Linked DNA regions of Sus scrofa: region 2 is linked to region 1. The links are chromatin contacts, called in public Hi-C maps. All regions are on one chromosome and are shown on one strand. Each heading gives the region's core, a stretch centred on a gene start, on an enhancer-like site or on the middle of the called end of the contact. The rest is flanking DNA. Distances are from core to core; before and after follow the strand shown. Region 1 holds the start of ARPC2 (actin related protein 2/3 complex subunit 2). Region 2 holds the start of PNKD (probable hydrolase PNKD).

Region 1 (5,240 bases), core at 176-2,675:
TGAGGATGCAGGTTCAATCCCTGGCCCCACTCAGTGGGTTAAGATCTGATGTTGCCATGAGCTGTGGTCTAGGTCACAGACACTGCTCTTGAATCCTGAGTTGCTATGCCCATGGCGTAGGAGGGCGGCTGTAGCTCCGATTGGACCCCTAGCCTGGGAACCTCCATAAGCAGCAGGTGTGGCCCTAAAAATCAAGAAAAAAAAGAAAGAAAGAAAGAAAAAAGAAGAAGAAAAAGAGGAATGAAGGAAAGCAGAAAGGAAGCTCTATAGAAGGTCTCTACTAAGTGGATGGAAAATATGACTTGAGTCTTCTGAATTGGAAAAGAAAGCAGGAGCACCCCTAAACAGAAAAAAAGAGAGTTAGCAAATAATTTGGGGGTATTTGCAATGTCTTGAAGTTTATCCATGTCCAGTAAATAAATTCATTTTGAAGAGCTGTCTGGGCCTGATGACAAGAGCTAGTTTTTGTCAATTTTTGCCTCCCTGATACTTTCTTAAGAACACTTAGCAGAAAATAAATCAATACTCCTAAAAAGAGCTCAGCTAAATTTGTTAGATTCTCCCTGGAGAAGGAAAAGTACAAAACCAGGCACACAGGCAGACGCAACACAAAAATGAGTTCATTTTCCTCACACAGATGAGTAAAAAATTATGTCTCTGGCAGAGGTGCTGGGAGGTAAGGCAGAAAAAAATCACGTTTGGGGCACCTAGAGGCATCTCCAGGCACAGAAAGGGAGACAAGAGAGGAACCCAGGGAGGCTTATTCACTTTGGTGACGTCTCATTCCTTTCCTTCTTTGCTCTTTTAACCGATTTGTAGTTACATATCTGAAAGTTTGTTGTCTGTTTCCTTTGCCAGACTATAAGCTCCACGAGGGCGGAACCTCATCTGTTTCAGGCGTCACTGTATCCCCAGCACAGAACAGGAGCCCACTTAACATTTGCTGAGCAAATTAAGGCACGATGGTGCCACTGGACAGCCATTAGTGTGGCATGAGGAAGGATCACACCGACCACAAAGTGAGAGTAAAGACGCCGACTAGGAAATGAAAACAGTGAGCTTCTTGTCAGAAATAACAGGACCTCGTGCGTAGAAGTAAACTCTTCGGGAGTGCAGGATGCAAGCGCTGGACCGCGAGGCAGGCCTCGAGGAATGACAGCTAGCCGGGAGACACACTTTCAACAGCGGGCCGAGGGCGGGGCTGTGGGAAAGTGGAGAGTCGCGGCATCGCGCGTGCGCACGCGCGGCCTCCGCCCCTTCACCTGGTGCGCCTGCGTGCGCGCGCACGAGGGGTCGGAGCGGAAATGGCGCCGCGGGGCCTCGGGGCCGCGCGTCCGGGCGGCGAGCGGAAGTGGGTGTGAGAGCGGAAGTGGCCGGCTGGAGCCGGGGGCTGGGCGGGGACCGAGCTTGTCGGTGAGGCGGCAGCGGCGGCGGCGGCGGCGGCGGCGGCGGCTCGGCAGGCGGGTTCAGGCTTCGGGGGCCAGGTCGGTCGGGTGGGTGGGTGTCTCCACAGTCAGTGCGTGCGCGGGCTAGCACGCGCGTCTTCCCCTTTCCCCCACCCTGGTCCCTTTCCCCTTCTCCCCTAACCTTCCCCACCCAGCCCCCCTCCTCAGGGGGCAGCAGGGCCGCTCCCTCCGTCCTTTCCTCCCTTACCCACCCTCACCCGCCCTTGTTTCTCCTTCCCCTGTCCGGGGCAGCCGCCGCCATGATCCTGCTGGAGGTGAACAACCGCATCATCGAGGAGACGCTCGCGCTCAAGTTCGAGAACGCGGCCGCCGGGTGAGCGCGCGCCTAGGGCCGGTGGGTGGCGGGGGAGGCAAAGTTGACCCCTGCCAATCGTTCAGACCGTCATACGTGGAGTAGGGAGGTGGGAGACCTGGCCGGGTGCAGGGACTGCCCCGGCGGGGTAGACATGGGAGGTGGTTGGGCGCGGCGGGGTGAGGGGCAGAGATGCGTGGGGAGAGGCTCAGAGGAAGGATGCGGAAGCAGTGAGTGGACAGGAGTGCGCGTGCCAAAGAGACCTGTGGGACGTGAGGGTAGCTTGGACCGGAACTCTCGCTGGAGGATCCCATTGCCCTCTGGAGCGAGCAGGGGACCGCTTCCCACCGTATTCTCCCGTCATTGTTCAGAACCCGGAGAGAGCCCATTGGGGATTGGGTTGGAAGGAGTTTTCAGGGATTCCCAGGACTGGAAGAGTGAAGAAGATGTACCCAGAAGAGGCGCAGATCACCACCAGCCTTCTCGCTCCCCACCCCCACCTCCTCGTCTAAAGGAGCCAGAGGGAAAGCTGAAGGCAGGCCCAGTCTTGCAGCCGGAAAACCCGATCTCTCTAGTTTTCCTTCACCGAACCCTTCTGTAACAGACACTGCCTATTTTGTCACATTTCGCAAGCAAAGTTAATACCCCCCCCATCCACACCCCTTCCTTATCACTCCTCTGAGGTTCTATTCTCCTTTCTCCACCCAGTATCCTCTATCTGGTTGTTTATCTTTTTAAGTTCTTGTATCATACCCCTGGCCTGTGATTTCTTCTGTAGTAATTCTGGCCCAGATAACACACTGAAATGCCTTCAGAGCCTGTAACGTTCTTAGATAAACCTGTTTTTAACCATTGGCCCTTTTAAAAATGGGCTTTAGGAGATGTTTCTAAGGCAGCCGTCTCTGTCAAACGCAGAACCAGTAGAAAGACGACCTCCCCCCAAGTTGTTCGCTTGTCTGATACAATATTTAAAACATGAACCAAGGAATTGGTTTTAGCTCCTAATTTTGGATGGCCTGCGGCCAGTCTCTTTGCCTCATTTCCCCATCCCTTGAGGATGGGGCTTCACATCTTGGTTACACAGTGGAGGAAGTAAGTGCAAACTGTTTCTGGCGAACTGGGAACTAGGAATAGGAGAGTAAGTGCTTGAAGAGTCACAGATGGGAGAGTATTGGTGAAGGGGAAATTCTAAGTGGACAAAACGAACTTGTGGCTTGGAGGCATTTTGAAAAAAAAAATGCTTTTAACCAACTGCTTAAATTGAATATATTGTGTCTTCTAATCTCTTTTATAAAGCCATAGATTTTATCTATAAAACAAAGAACAACTTTCCTTGAAGTAACATAGGCAGTGAGCAGTAGCTACTGTTTCCTGTCAGGGGCTGCAGTTACTTATATTTTAGGTTAGCTTGCTTCTTGTCTTCAGCTTTGCTTACCAGTTCCTTTGCATTTTAAATGTTTGAGCGAATCAGCTTAGTGGCTTATTTTGGGTGATTGCTGGGTACTTTTTTGAGCAGTGTAGCACATAGGAGGAAGTTAAATTAACTTCTGCATTTTCACAGATGATCTTAAGTGAATTAATTCGCAAGTTTAAACTAGCAAAAAATGAGACCTGGATGGTTATAAGCTGATCTACAAGATATATCCCTGTGCATTTTCAAGTAGAAGCATGCCTTGTAGTGTAAGAGTATATTCACATCTACTTGTGTTTTAATATCTCGTGATTCTGAAATGTAGCCCCTTATAGAGCTTCAACTCTTTTCCCTTTTAGAATAGTTCGCTTAAAAAGATTTACTAATCATTTCAGCAGGAATAAAGTAGTCACTCAAGTCCGGAAGGGATAAGTTAGAATTTCTGGGCCTTTTTTTTTTTTAACAAAGTATATGTTGTGGCAATGTCAAATAGTGGAACAGGGCAGCAAGGTTTTGGCTTTTACTCTGGCCCATCTTCCCTTTGAGATGTGATTTTAAATAAGTGGGCTCAAAGCATGTTCTGCTGGAAAGCACTTTGAAAATCTTTCGAAAGAGACCATGATATTCAGCCTCGAAGGCAGGGCTTTCCTGGGATTGCACATGTACCTTTTAGCAGAAGCCTGCCTCTAGAAGGAATGTGAATTTCCAGGCATACCACCAGTAAGGTGAGGCGGCAGTGAAGTAGTTAAGTATTTATCAAAGCGCAGGCCTAGCCAGAACTTCCAGAGAAGGCTATCTGGTGTGATAATCATAAACATTTATGGGGTTCTGCCAGTGCTCAGCACCAGGCAGGAACAGAAAAGAGGGGCCTTTCTGAGAGAGTCTGTAAGAAAGTTACAGAGGAGTGTTGGGGTGGACATTAAAGAAAGGCAGTAGCTTGGAGGAGAAACCCTGGAGATTGGAAAGGCTTGGGAACCTGCTGGGAGAGGTCAGCCCCTCCCTGCTTTACACTTCTCAGCAAATCAGTTGGGGAAATTAGATTCACAGTGGCCTTCCCCACAGTGGACCTTCCAACTCTGTGATGTCCAGTAATGATAGCCAGCAGCTGTGTGTGGTAGTTAAGTTTAAATAAAAATTGAAGTGAATTAAAATTAAGCTCCTCAGTTACACTAGCCACAGGTCGAGGCTCAGTTGCCGTGTGTGGCTAGTAGCAGCCGTATTTGGGCAGCACAGATAGAGAGCATTTCCACTATTGCTGAAAGTCCTATTGGATAACACTGCTCCAGCTACTGAAAATGTAAGCATGAGATCGTCTTAAAAATAGTTCTGTGGTATATACTTGAGAGTACAGTTATAGTAATTTTGCTTTTGAAGTTGGTCTTTTTTTGAATGGTACCTCTCAGAGCATGGTAATGGATTTATGGTAGGTCCGTCTCTGTGGGCCTATCATAGTGTACCCATGCTAGAGTAGACTGCAGCCTCAAACCACTGCTCAGCCTCCTTACCTGTGGGCTGCGAGCACTGAAGGGAGTTTGTACAGTGTGAAAATAAGATGATGCCTCTCATCATCCTGCTGAATCTTGCCTGTGACATCCTACTAAAAGCCTAAATCTCCTTTGGGTAAAGTAGTTCTGTTATCTGAACTATTTAAGAATGCATTTGGTCATGACAGTGTTTTAATTTGGAGGCAGTTCCAACAAAGCCTTAAGTAAGATTCCAAACAAATTACTTTTATTTTTTCCTACCACACACACTTATTGGAATGATTTATATATCCTCACAAAATGATCATTATTGGTAAATTGTCTTCCCAACAGCCTCCAAGCTAGGAGAATGTGGCTAATTGAGCAATGCTCAACACTGCAGATAACCTCACGTGTAGGTCTAGTTAGTAGTGTTTGGTATTTTGGCTTTTTCATTTAGGAATTCTTACCCCAACCTCCAATTAAAGCAGAAGTAATCTGGGAAATTAATTTAATTCTTTTGTTAGTGTATACACCAAGAACTCTTACAGCTTCAAAGCTAGGCTTGTCAGCGTAGCTAGAGTTATGAGTCTACAATTGAGGAAATG
Region 2 (5,104 bases), core at 306-2,805, 48 kb after region 1:
TTCCCTATGCCGTGGACAAGGCCCTAAGAAGCAAAAAAAAAAAAAAAAAAAAAAAAAAAAAGAGAGAGCTAATGTTTTAAGAGGACTACCAAAAACATGCTCCAAAAGGTACTATTACCTCTAATTCACACTAAAGTAACTTTCACCAATGACAACTGTCGAAAAAAGAAACTAAAACGCAGCGGTGTTGATAAAGATCATACACAGGCAAGCAACAGGGATAGGATTTGAACCCAAGTGTCTCAACTGACTCCAAGAGCCAAGCTCTCCTCCATGCCATCGCACTGCCCCCCTACCCGTGAGCTCCTCCAGGGCAGGGCCAGCATTTTCCCACCTCTGTGTCCCTCATAACGTGCCCTACACAGGGGACGCCTGATGCTCAAGTGCCCACCTGGACCGAGTTTATGACGGACCTCCTCAGGCACCTACCTGAGTGCAATGCAAAGGTGACCTCGCTATCGTCTGGGCCCTCCATGCTGCCGACCACCCCTTCCTGGGGTTCCAGAACCCAGCCCTCCTCATTGCCCTCTTCTTCTTCCTCTTCCTCAAAGTCCACATCTTCCATCTCCTGAGCCAGGTCGTCTGCTTTGGGGAGAGGGTTAAAAGACGAGGCTCGACAGGCGGTAAGTGGGATGCGAAGCGTGGGGAGGCCCGAGGCTGGGGTGGGTCATGTGGCAAGAGAGCAAGGTGAGGTCAGACAGAAGGGGTGAAGAGGCGGCAGGGAGGAGGGGGGGCGTGTGGGACGGAGGACAGGAGAGGTCTGAGGACCTGGGGTTGGCCAGCGACCGTGTGGGAAGGGAGGACCGAGGGGATGATGGGAAGGGGGTGTGTGAGGGGAAGGGCCAGAGGAGGCGTCAGGGGAACCCCCACCCCGGCCAGGCCTGAGAACTAAGTGTGGGGTTGGGGGAGAGAGGAAGGGCGAAGGAGGTCAGTGGGACTGACCGGTGGGGTGGGGGGAGAAGGGGAGGGAGGGGAAGCAAGGGTCAAAGGCCAGGGGTGAGCGCCTCCTGTCCCATGGCCTGAGGATCAGCAGCTCTCACCCGGGTCCGGCGGACCGGGATCCAGTTCTACCACCTCGATAATCTCTTCATCACCATGGAAGCTTAGGGTCTCCAGTGGGGGGTGTCAGCGGCAGCCCCGCTTTCCGATTCAGACTCCATGCGGCGCAAGCGGCGGATCCACTTCTCTGGGCCCAAACGCCTCCCAGAGTCAGCTCTGCGCGACGACGCGGAACTCGAGCCCCTCCTCCCGGGAGGAAGTAGGAGTAGGCGACCACCCGGCAGAGAGAGCGACGGCCTCTCGACCAATAGCGAAGGGGGTGGACTCGCTGAACCACCAATCACAGGGCAGAGTTGGGAGAAGAGCCCGGGGCGTGGTCGGGGGAACCCAAACTCCGCCCGGCCTGACTCCGCCCCCAACAGGAGAGAAACAAGCGAGCGTGCGCGCCTCCGGGGTCTCCTGGGAAGAGTAGTTCTCCTGGGTCCGCTCCGCAGGCTTCTGGGAAATGTAGTTTCTGATCTGTAGGACAGACGGAAGGAGCGGGGGAGGCCCCTTACGCAAACTACAATTCCCGGCGGGGAGCGCGGTGAAGGGGGGTGGGATCTGAACATGGCGGCGGTGGTAGCTGCTACGGCGCTGAAGGGCCGGGGGGCGAGAAATGCCCGCGTCCTCCGGGGTAAGGAGAGGGACCCTGGGGAGGGTAGGACTGCAGGGGATCCCTTTTTTTTCACATCTCGCTCAGTGATAGCGGAAGGTCAGGGTGTTGTTTGCTGCCTGCACCCCTCTGCAGGATCTTAAAGAGTCAGGGGGCTAAAAGATGCTGTCTAGAGGTCACCCACTCCATCCCCTCAGCCTTCCGGTTACACCGTAACTCTGGAGTCTTGGAGCGAAAGGGAGCCCCGAGGAAGCCTTCTAGACTCCCGCGTTCTAGATGTTTCACACTCACCGCAGTGCAGAGGAAAGAGCCCTGGGCTTCTGAAGGCTTGGGTTCTAGCCACGGATAATTAGCAGTTTGACCTTGGGCGAAGCAGTTCGTCTCTCGGGGCGTCAGTTTCCTCTTCTATAAAATGAGGGGATGGAGTAGACTACCTTTACGCTCCCTTCCAGTACTAACATTCTGCAGTTTGGAAACCTTTTCTCGGATTTCCTTCATACGCCTCTTGTGAGCCCCACTGCAGTCCTTCACATCCTGCCGTCTGAAATGAAGAACAGCGAAGCTCGCTCTCCTGGCACCGGGGTGATGAGCCCGCAGTGACGTGGAAGTGGCTTTCAAAGGTGCCACCTCGATGGCAATTTTCCCATTTCCCTCTGGACTCTCCCTGGCACTTGTTACTCCAGACCGCAGTCACTCCCCTTCCTCAGATCACAACCACTCCTCCCCGGGATTCCTTCTCATCCTCTCTCACTGACTTTCCTTGCCTCCATCCACAGGGATTCTCTCAGGAGCCACAGCTAACAAGGCTTCCCAGAACAGGACCCGGGCACTGCAAAGCCAGAGCTCCCCAGAGTGCAAGGAGGAGCCTGAACCCCTACCCCCTGAGCTGGAATACATTCCCAGAAAGAGGGGCAAGAACCCCATGAAAGCTGTGGGACTAGCCTGGTGAGTTTTAACCCTTTGCCCACCAATGGGGAGTGGCACCAGGGGAGGGTGGGACCCAGAAACTTCTCCAAGTTTCAGGTGGTGAGCTGAATCCAAGGTTGTGGAGACAGAATTGCTGGATGTGAGCATGGGCCTCTCAGAGGACTGGGGCAGGGGAGGTGGGAAAGTATGTGGAATTGGAGAGACAAGTAGGTTTTGTGTGGCGTAAATTGAGCTAATTTGATTGAGATTTGGGTCCCTGGCCTCATCCTCTCTTTGGGGAGCTTGGGGTGAGAGCCAGTTGAGCTCTTTGAGAAAATCGAACTCCCACGAGATTATGTTAGTTGTATAGTAGCAGCACCTACAAGGTGTTCAGTGCATTGTTATTTGGATCTGACGCTGATTTTAGTACGTATTATTGACTAATGTTAAAAGAAAAGGAGGGGGAAATTAACATTTTTTCCAGCACCTGAGGTGTGCCAATACTTTACAGTGTAATGTTTTAGTCTTTCCAAAATAAGTGTGACATCCCCATTTCACAGATGAGGGAACTGAGGCTCAGAGCTGGATTCTCACCAGATCTTGTGACTCCTTGCCTTTAACCTGCACAGAAGTACCTCCCACGTAGCGGTTACTCAGGTTAAAAATGGGAGTCTGGGAGCGGGTGTGGGGCGGTTCAGGCAGAGGGAATCTTTGCCAAGACCTGGAGAGGGGAAGAGGATGGGCTACCTGAGGAACCCTACACAGTCCCGAGGGCAGGGTGGCAGGGCTTATGCTGGGGAGTGTCAGGCTCAAGAGGAGAGAAATGACAAGGTAGACAGAGACCCAGCCACATTAGGCCTTTTGTGCTATGCCTAGGAATGCGAATTTGGCCAGGAAGTGATGGAGAGCTGTTAATAGGGTTTTGAGCAGGGCAGTGGTAGGATCCGAATCAAGCGGGGCCCTCCAGCAGCCAGCACAGAGGCTGAGTAGACACATGTGATATATTGCAGTGTTTGTGCAAGCTGAGGATTCTCCCCAGCTCCTCTGGCTCAGGCTTGGCCCCTCCCCCAATCCCATGCACATCTCCCCACCCCTAGGGCCATCGGCTTCCCCTGTGGTATCCTCCTCTTCATCCTCACCAAGCGGGAAGTGGACAAGGACCGTTTGAAGCAGATGAAGGCTCGGCAGAACATGCGGGCATCCAACACGGGCGAGTATGAGAGTCAGAGGTTCAGGGCCTCCTCCCATCATGCCCCGTCTCCTGAAGCTGTGTCCGGGGTGCAGTCGTGAGGAACACTGCAACCCTCCCCTAGACTGTGGCCTCCCAACTGTCAAGTCCTTTGGCTTTGGCCATGATTCTGGTCCTTGCCTCTGAGGCCCACCAGAGGGCGCATGAAGCCCAGGCTGCTGCCGGCCCTACCCTTCCCCTCCCTAGAAACCAGCCGAAGGCAAATAAAGTTACTGAGTGTTTGAGTGGAAAGGAACCAGGTTTGGGTTTGTGAGTCCCTTGGGATGGGAGGGGCAGAGGGTGGGGTTGGTTACTCACGTGTGCTCCCTCTCACAGAAGCCTCAGTGTTCCCAGCTGACTGGCTGGGGAAACCGCAGAGACTTAAGCACAACAAGCCTAGGCTCAGGCCCTGGGGACCAAGCCCTCCAGTTGCTGGCCAGGAGGGCGGGGTCCCGCTCAACCTTCTCTTTACTGTTTAAAGAGAATCAAAGAGGGTGTTCAGGGTGTGGAGGTAAAAAAAGCACTGACTCCTTTTGGCTGAGTCCAAATGACTCAACCACTCTGGGCCTCAGTTTCCTTGTTTATAAGAGGGATGGGACAGGGATTGCTAAGGCAGGAGTTTTAAACCTGAACCTTGTGGTCCATCCCCGCCCCCACATGCAAAGTTGTGTGTATACACATACAGCTCTGTGAGGAAGAGAGGTCATAGCTCCCCCGCGCATCTGCAAAGGGTCCATGATGCGGAAAGGTCATGCACTATGGCTCTGAGCAGTCCCTGCTCGACCTGGTATTGAGCCACCCATCCCCAGGAAGCACTGGGGCCAAGTGTATTTGGTGATTGTAGAAAAGGTAGAAGATACCAGCCAGAAAGCAAAGGTAGGATGTGGTTGCTTTGGGCAGGGCCAGACTGATTCTGCCAGAGCTGACACCTTAAAGGGAAGAAAACCAGAGCCCAACAGGGTTTTACCTTCTAAACATAAAACTTTATTACATTTCTAGTTATGTCCTTTTGTGGGATATAGGTAGGACCAAGTACTTAATAAAGAAGTCCTAACTATACCCTTGGGCTGATCTGGTTTCCACCCCCACCCCCACAGAGTGGCCCTTGTCCCCCTCCCCCATTCCAGCTTGAGGCACTTGGTGTCAAGAAGAAAACGGTAGTTGGCTGGAGAGATGGGGCCGAAGTCTTACATCCCGCAAGCGAGGGGCATCTCGTTCCTCTCAGGGCCCTCCCCGAGTTCGCAGAACGCAAGAACCATGGGTGCCACCATAGGTTTCCATGGCTCTCAGACAGGGTAGGGGACCCCAGTCTCTCT

The links. Hi-C and Micro-C count contacts between places; a contact is called where the count stands out from the background.
Region 2: a Hi-C map of liver shows a contact between it and region 1, with 4 times the contacts expected there. The contact joins the promoter of PNKD here to the promoter of ARPC2 in region 1. A contact is called at or near these places in 1 of 5 promoter capture datasets (fetal liver), 10 of 47 Hi-C or Micro-C datasets (blood, epiblast stem cells, fetal heart ventricle and 5 more) and 2 of 2 datasets of contacts at active chromatin or transcription factors (alveolar macrophages and skeletal muscle).

The regions. Positions count from the first base shown.
Region 1 is chr15:120,295,697-120,300,936 of Sscrofa11.1, forward strand. ARPC2 (actin related protein 2/3 complex subunit 2) reads left to right here and starts at 1,426. Exons shown (of 11, transcript NM_001190239.1): 1 at 1,426-1,484; 2 at 1,698-1,779. The coding sequence starts at 1,706.
Region 2 is chr15:120,343,986-120,349,089 of Sscrofa11.1, forward strand. It overlaps PNKD (probable hydrolase PNKD), which reads left to right and starts at 1,556. Exons shown (of 10, transcript XM_021076195.1): 1 at 1,556-1,675; 2 at 2,431-2,599. The coding sequence starts at 1,609. It overlaps AAMP (angio-associated migratory cell protein), which reads right to left and starts at 1,466. Exons shown (of 12, transcript XM_021076200.1): 1 at 1,127-1,466; 2 at 1,041-1,124; 3 at 430-582. The coding sequence starts at 1,160. TMBIM1 (protein lifeguard 3) reads right to left here. Exons shown (of 12, transcript XM_021076202.1): 12 at 4,755-5,104.